2 separate regions of the Oryzias latipes genome follow, and region 2 is linked to region 1. Evidence: chromatin contacts called from public Hi-C data. All regions are on one chromosome and are shown on one strand. Each heading gives the region's core, a stretch centred on a gene start, on an enhancer-like site or on the middle of the called end of the contact. The rest is flanking DNA. Distances are from core to core; before and after follow the strand shown. Region 1 holds the start of LOC101162723 (ankyrin repeat and BTB/POZ domain-containing protein BTBD11-A). Region 2 overlaps LOC101162723 (ankyrin repeat and BTB/POZ domain-containing protein BTBD11-A).

The links. A called contact is a pair of places that touch in the nucleus more often than the background predicts.
Region 2: a contact with region 1 is called in a Hi-C map of embryo, with 2.1 times the contacts expected there. The contact joins the enhancer-like site here to the promoter of LOC101162723 in region 1. A contact is called at or near these places in 2 of 5 Hi-C or Micro-C datasets (embryo and fibroblasts).

The regions. Positions count from the first base shown.
Region 1 is chr23:19,804,328-19,808,466 of ASM223467v1, reverse strand. LOC101162723 (ankyrin repeat and BTB/POZ domain-containing protein BTBD11-A) reads right to left here and starts at 2,210. Exons shown (of 16, transcript XM_023952522.1): 1 at 231-2,210. The coding sequence starts at 1,095.
Region 2 is chr23:19,977,568-19,981,706 of ASM223467v1, reverse strand. It overlaps LOC101162723 (ankyrin repeat and BTB/POZ domain-containing protein BTBD11-A), which reads right to left. Exons shown (of 16, transcript XM_023952522.1): 7 at 1,713-1,806; 8 at 889-1,024. Among protein-coding and RNA genes, the nearest start is that of LOC111946955, 25 kb to the right of the region's middle. Within about 2 kb of position 1,821, at least 2 of the 8 cell types and tissues checked have an H3K27ac peak or open chromatin away from gene starts, as enhancers often do.

The sequences.
Region 1 (4,139 bases), core at 961-3,460:
TAGCCTAGATAACATAAATACAGATCAGTTTCTTCTTTTTTGTTAAACTGTGTGTCTCTTATGGACTTATGGAAGTGGAAATAGCGTGAAGGTTGCAGACCCCTGGCCCAAACCATTCCAGATCAACCAGTCCAAAGATCTTAACTCACTTTTCCCCTCAAGAAACCTGCTACTACAGCAAGTTAACAAACCAGAGCGAATCCAAACCGAATTCGGCTTTGGAGACTCACCGCTGGAGTTCTTGCCACAGATGAGGTGCTGGTAGGGCTGCAGCAGACCCCAGATCTCCGAGTCGCTGTTGATCGCTTGCTCCATGGACTCCAACGTGAACTTGGGAACCCCGTTGTCCCTCTCCACCAGCGCGCTGCGCAGGACGCGGCTGAACACCTCCCTGACCAGGCTCTCCATGCAGGCGGCCAGGTAGATGGCTGCGTGCTCGTGGATCCGCAAGGCCACCCGGCTGTCCACCATCCACCTGAAGAACTTGCCCACGGAGAAGACCAGCCCGCAGCGCGCGGACTTGCCCCGGCTGAACTTGTCCACGGTGCTCATGTTGTAGAGCGACAGCGCGCTCAGAGCCGCCGTGATGCAGTTGACGGAGATGGTCCACGAGAGCACGATCTTGACGGCGCTTTGGATCTCGTGCTTGGTGCACTTGGCGTAGCGCAGGCTGAGCCGCTGCGCCTCCCGCGCCACGCGCACCAGCGCGCGGCTGATGAGCGCCGACAGCCGCGCCAGGAACTCCGGCGGCGGGTCGCCCACCATCAGCTCCTCGTCCTTCCTCAGCGCGCCCTCCACCTCCCCGAGGCTCCACGGCACGTCCTCCAGCTCGGGCAGCTTGGCGCAGTGGCCCGCGCACTCCAGGATCTCCGTTTCCTCCGCCAGGACGGTGTTGACCGTGTCCAAACTGTTGTGTCTGCTGTGCATGGATTCCGTCAGATGCCAGCAGTTGCCCCCATGCGAGAAGGACGGATGCGTGTCGGAGCAGCACAGCGACACGCTAGACGACCTGACCGAGTCCGCGGCTCCACCATAACCAGAGTCAAGCGTTAAATCCTCCAGCGTCCTCACGACTGTGTTACCCTTGCCTGCCATAACTGCACCGCATACTGTTGGGTATGCTTGGTCTCCCAGTCAAACGCCACAAACTCGCATGGATGTCTCCGCCACTTTCTGTTGGTTTGACCGGATCCCACAGCTTCAGAACAAGTTACAAATCCAGTTTTCTACTCCTCTCTCAGCCTGGATGTCCTCAAAATCCTCCAACCTACAACTTCATCTGCGTACCTCCGAGAGCGCACAAACCTTCTGCGCTCCCTGAAACAAGCGCAGCGCAGGCAGGGCTCCGGCGGAGAGGAGGAGCCTGCGCGCTGCGGGGCCGAGCGACACCAATCCGCGTCTCCGTCAGCTGTGACTGACGTGTAGGAAGGACCTGCAGCAGAAAGTGGCGCGTGCGGGGAAACCAGACCGAACAGCTGGAGGCGCGCACGCACGAACCAAGCTTTCATCCGCGCCGCTGCGGTGTTTTCTCACCATGACTCTGAGATTCTCAGACTCCTCTGTCTTTGTTCTTATGTTTTCTGCGGGTTTGTGCGCAAAAACCCAACGTTCAGCATCATCCTGTCATACGATTACTCAGTCTTAAGATACATCTCTCCCTGTAAGGTGACTTTTTTTCCTCCCTAACCAAACTGAGCTGAATCCAGAGGACGCACATGGAGCAGTTGGAATGAGGATTCAGGCGTTCTGCTGGAGCTCTTGCATGAGCGTCGGAGCCGCACCAACCATCTGCTCACGCCACAGTCCTCACATTTTCTTAACGTGACGCTGCAAAATGCCTGATCTGGGAATAAGCGCGCGCTCTGGAGGATCATAGGGAGAGCGTTTGTTTATGAGAACTTAAATTTACTGATCTATCTGTAAAAACATGGCTCCAAAGCCTGTGGGAGGGTTTAGACATTTAGTTTGTAGAGTTTCTTTCCAGAAACGTCTCTGAGTCCAAACTCAAAGTGGACCGTGTTCTCTGCAGTTGAGCGCGCGCGTCTTGCTGCCTCGCTCAGGTGAGAGCGGTGGAGGGGGGCTGCTGCTGTCGGAGGTGCTCCGTGGTGCTCTGGAGCTGGCCCTCTCTTATCAAACCTTGGTTGCCTGGTAACAGTGAAATCATCGTGATTTCTTCGGCTGGATGATAGTAGTTACAGCGCGTTGGAGCAGAATGGAAGAACCCTGCCATGAAACCTGAGTCATCCTCAACAGGCAGGATTCTCGTCATGCTGTTTTTGTTTTTTCATCCGCTTTAATTAAACAGGACTTATATGTTTACAGCTTTGATGTATTAAGTTTTAAACGAGTTCCAACAATTAAATAAAATCTTGAATTAAAAAATAGCAAAAATGTTGATATAGTATTTTTAAAATACAAGTAACTGAGCATCATCTATTTGTGGAAAGCAACAAGTCACAAAATAAGATACTTGGATATGCAATTACAAATGTGAATTTATTTTATTATGTGCAAAAAAAGAACATTCATCCTGGAAAAACCAAGAACAATTCTCCCCTGACATTTTAAAGTAATTTGACTTTTTTTTTTTTTGTTTGTTCATTTTTTATAGCAGCAACAGCCAAAAACATGAATAGAAAAAAGTTAAATACATAAGCAATTAAATAAATACATCCAGAATGGGTTTTTGACATAATAATAACTTTATTGTTCTTGCATACAACTTGTAGGGAAAGATCCATCAATCCGATGTCTACACCCTCTTTATCCCTGTTGGGGTCACGGGGTTGCTGGAGCCTATCCCAGCTGCTATCGGGTGAGGACAGGTCACAGCTAACTATCTCCACCCTGCATCCGCCAGTGGAGAGTAAAACTTATGATTCTCTTCAATCTAGGTATATAAAATACATTTTTATGCTAATTATAGTAGCTTAGGCAGTAATTTAGATGTATTCTTAACTGATATTGTGCTTAAACAACAATGGAAATTACGTTTTAGGCATTTTTAACATGTTCTTGTTACAGTATTTCTGATAATCGAGGGCATTTAGAAAGAAATTTAAGATTTCTGAGAATTTCTATATTTTAATCAGCCTGAAAAAAAGTCTGTTTGTTAAAGCTCTTTATTGTGTTGCTGGGCGGGCCACCATAGCTCTCTGCTCCGCTCCATTCTGATGCATCCACTTGTAGACGACTAGATCCGTGTTTTCCTCGTCCGAGCTGGAATCTGGTGGAATAGCTTCATTAATACTCACCGTTTTTGTTGCACCTGTAATGTTAGGTTGGGGTGTGAGGATACTCGCAGTGGGCCTTTAAAGGTGGCAACCCCAGTAGGAAATGACCTGGATCTTTCCATTATTTGCATTTTAGTATGCCTATGATGTCTTTTAGGCAATTCAGGGTGCCTGTAGGTGACCTACAGGTGTCTAATTTATTCAATAAGTGTCCTTTGTGTAAACACACATTATGTATAACAGAATGCAATTGACAGATTTTTGGATCAAAGGGATTGCTTGACAAAAACTTAATCTCATTTATATCATATTTGTATTCATTGTCTTCTACATATTAGGGAAAAGGTTGTAGCCAAACCTTTATTTAAAGCTTAAATTAATAATTATATAGCTTGGGAGATTTTTCGGCCTCATTTTCAGAAGTCTTAGAACTCTTCCAGACTTTAGAAGTTGTCGTGTTCTTGAGCATAATGTGGTCAACCACACAAAACAAGCCAGAGCGAGGAACCATAGCATCCTCTAATAGTTTGCCACAACATATAAATAAAAAAAAAGAAACTCTTAGAGGTAATGAATACATAGATGTGCATTGGAGACACGCAAAGGCAAATAATAATGGCTAAATATTTAGTGAGGGAAAAATGGAATTTAGTAAATTTCTGGGTAAATTGTGAGCCACCATGAACTGATATTATAAATTGATGTAGATTTTGACACCTAAATTATTATTTTTTCATATATTGTAAGAAATATACTCTGCTTTAAGCAAAATTATAGAAATAAAATAAAAAAGAAGCATCTCTAAATGTGTTACTTATTTTAACATTTGAGAGCTTTTACCCTTTTATATAATGTAACTATTTCTACTTTTCACATTCAAATATTTATATTTACAGCCGCCCACAG
Region 2 (4,139 bases), core at 572-3,071, 170 kb before region 1:
CACTAATCAGGGTTATACCCTTCAGGGCCCACTCTACTCATCAAAGCCTAAATTTTCAGGGCCCACCTTATCAGGGGCCTCAATCTTCAGGGCCTACTCTTCAGGATCCCCACTGATCAGGCCCCTCTCTTCACAGTCCACCCTTTAAGGCCCCGCTAATCATAGCCTAAATCTTCAGGAGTTCACTCTTCCAGACCCCTCTCTCCAGGGCCCACTCTTCAGGGCCCCACCATCAGGCAGTGATGACAAAGCCCCCATCTTCTGTTCCCAGGTTTACGGGAAACCCTGGAAATCTTGTGTTTTTGTAGTACCTCAAATCACCTCTAGAGGCTGGTTTAAACACAAAGTACCATTGAATTCTGAGGCTAAGAAGTAGGACTTGACCCAGAAATTCAAAATTTGGTCACTCGGGTCTCAAAAAAATGTAAATGTTTATATGTGTTGATCAGATGTTTTGAATTGATCGGAGTTCAAAATTAAGCCAAAGTGAGGCTTAATTGAAGATTTTTGAAATGTTGTTAAAGTGGGCGGAGTTAACTCCAATCAGTTTTCATTTTTTCCTCCGTGTCAGAGAGTCCGGTCTGTAACCGTCTGCCAGCATGCAGCCCGCCCAACTGCTGCTCTGTAATTGATTGTCGTAAAAACCCTCCACTGTGTCGGTGCCGCTCCTCTTCACTCCATTGCCATGAATGTTAATGAGTTTGTTTGCTCGGCTCGCTGACAGCTTCGCTGCAGCTCTCATCGTCTGCTGTTCCGCGGGGAAACTGAGACACCTCGTGTGTGCTGGGATTTTGTGAGAGGCAGATGGGGCCGAGCGTACACGGATCGATACGGCGCTGATGGATAGATCTGGCGGCAGATGGAGCGCACTGGGATTGCTTGTATCACCTGTGGCCGTGCGATGCTGCCAGGCTGAACGAGTTCATGTCTCCCAGAGGAGCCGAGGAGATGCCGTTTCGACACATGGTACCGATGAGCGGGTCGGCCCCTCGCTCCAGAAGCAAGCTGACCAGCTCGAAGTTTCCTGAAAGAGATGAAGAAGGAGGCATCAAGGGGTTTCATTTGCCCCTAAACTCATCTCTAGATTGAATCACGTCATTAAATGATCGCTGCTAATCATCCAATTATTCTAGACCAGAGTTTTTGACTCTTTATCAATTAAGGAGCCGTTAATTTGTCACCAGAAGTTGTACTTCAACCTTTGGAAAAGCAAATCAGATTTTGAATGACATTCATTGGGCAAGCTCTTAAAAGTGACATTTTCCTGTTGTTTGCACATTTTCTTTTTCAACCAGAATATTGTGAAAATGTCATACATGAATCCCTGGCTCAAGCTGAACGAAACCATATTACACATGATATGAGCATATTACGAATGTAGGTGTGTTTAGCAAAAAAAACCTCAGTTGCCAAGGAAAGTCAAAAATTTACTTTTGTCGATTCTTCTAAAAATTACACCGACCTTTTTGTCAGCCCCAGGTGACCCAAAAATTAAACGGTTGCTATGGAGATAAAACCAACAGAAAAGCTGCTATTTTTGTTTTCATGAATTTGAATAAAGGAATACTCAGAAACACAATTTTAAGCTCAATGTTGTTCATGTATGTCCTCCATCATCAGAAAAATGCCACGAGAACATGTTAAAAACGCCAAAACCCCCCACTTTCATCAGAGCGGGTCTTTACACCGGATGAGAGAACATTAAAATGTACCTGCAGCGGCGGCGAGCTGTAGTGGCGTCTCGGTGTAGTTCTCCGCCCCATCCTGCAGGGCGCCCTCCACGTTCGCTCTGTTATCCAGCAGCAGCTGTGGCAGAGAAGGGAAGAAGGGGAGGAGGAAAACAAATGGAGGAGAGAAACAGGCCGGGTGGGGGTGGGGGGGAAAGGGCGTATTAGCACTCATGCTCGGCATGGGGAGGGGGGGCCTCAACTGCTGGATGCCTAAATCACCTCATTTGGAAAGCTCTGGACACTCTCATGGCTACACTTCCTCATTGGGGGTTTCTGTCTGGGGGTGTAGGTGGTTGTGGGGGGGGGGGGGGGGGTGTTCTTTTTCTGCTGCCAACTCTCTGATTGCATTGATGCAGATTAATATTTCATAAAACCCATGAAGGCGGTGTCAGATTTTACAGTTACTGCAACTAAACATCTTTGACTTTCAAAATAAAAGCTTTTCTGGCACACTGCAGGAGCTTGTCTGCGGTTATTGTGTAAGGTTAAGGGTTGGGGGGGGGGGGGGGGGTCACACCTTGTATATGATGAGTTAACAAACAGTTAAACTCCTTTTTTTTTCTGACAACACAGTTAGGACCAAGAACAAGGACACGGGGCGTTGTTGCTACGGTGATGCATCTCTATCACCCTCACTTGTAACAAAGGTGAGTTCACGGGGAGGGGCCAGAGGTTAGTGGGTACAGGTCATAGACGTCACTACCTGCACAACGGGGATGTGTCCGTGTAACACGGCGAAAGTGAGTGGCGTCCCCTGGCGCGTTTCAGGATAAACTGAGGGGTGCTTGTTTACTGTGCTGGGCACCTGGGAAGTCATAGGTGAGGTTCAGGGAGAGAGATACACAGCCGTTAACATTCAGAGCTCAGGGGCGTGACAGGAGGAGGAGGAGGAGAAGCAGTATGCAAGAGGAGAGGTGGAAGCAGCGGAGATGGCGGAAAGAGATTTTCCCTGAAAATCTTGGATCGTTTCAGTCGTCGCCCTAACTAGGAGGCTGCCTGTCGACTGTTTTCAGTCTACGGTGGCCCTGACGGCCAAATCACACCAACCAATCACTTAAAGAGCACAACGACAATTAAAAAAGCAAAAAAAAAAAAAAAAAAAAAAAACCACATTACCTTTTAGAAAGCAAAAGAAATTTCCAAAAGCCAAAACACAATTCTAAAAAAAAAGTAAGGAAATAAAAATAAAACTTCAGAAATTAAAATGTAACAAAAGAAGAAACGAAGAAACTGCGACATTAATGATTGGATGATGATGTTTGATGTTTTTTTCCCCAAATGCATCTTAAATGTTTCCATAATAATAAAAGTTTTATAGCTATTACAGAGCACAGCCAGGATCATTTTATGCCAAATATTATTTAGCTGAAATGATGGAAAAACGTCATCCTCCAATCAGCGATTCCTTATTGTGTTTGGTTTTTCCACATTTCATTTTAAATTCTAGAAACTGCTTTCGTTTTCCAAAATGTCTGATTTTATTAATTTTTTAATTTTGTTTTGATCTCTAATATGTAATTTTTTTTTATTTGTTCATTTTTTGTTCAGTTATTTGTTTTTAATGAATCTTCAAAATCTGTAATATGTTGAGTGATTTTGTTGTTGTGATTTGAACTTCAGGGCCACCGTATCAACCTGTCACCGTGTTTGTTTTTAAGGTGGGTCGCAGAAAAACCCTTAATCAGACGTGGAAAAAAAAAGCAAAATGACCACCTTAACGTTGAGCTTTGGTGGCTTTTCCCCGTCAGAAAATGAAATAAAATGACGTTTTATTGCTGTTTGGAGTCAGGCTGAGTGATTAATTCCATGTTTTTTCTGTTCTCTGATGGATGAATTATTCATCCCTGCTGAATGACTCAAGCAGAAGCACATGTTCGACAATCGGTGGGTTTGTTACTCAAAGGATCCGTTTGAATTCTTCCCTCCTTTTGCCTCCATGATATTTATCTTTATCTAAACAACACGTGTGTTTATCTGCTCCGGATTTATTAGAACCGCCTCAAACTTTCACCATTTCTGAGGCAGAGCAGAGTTCTTCATCTTCTAACATCTTCTTTAGATGTTATGAAAAATGTATCTTGAGAAAAATTTGAAATTTTCCTAAAAAATAAATGAAGTTTTTAGTTCTAGAAAGTTATATTGCAACATAACGAAATATTGTCAACTTTTCCTAATAGTATGAAATAAAAATGTGACATTTTGGAGTTAAAACTGTTGTGTTTTTTTAGGATGAAGTTAATTATAAATAATGACATTTTAGAGATTGAGTCAAAATAAAGTTTAAAAAAAAGCAAATGCTAATTTATGAAGTAAAAGTTATAAAATATGTTCAAAAGTAAAATCGTTAACAACAGTTTTTTTTCATCAATAAATGCATTTTTTTTTCTACTTAAAGTGATTTTTGGTTTA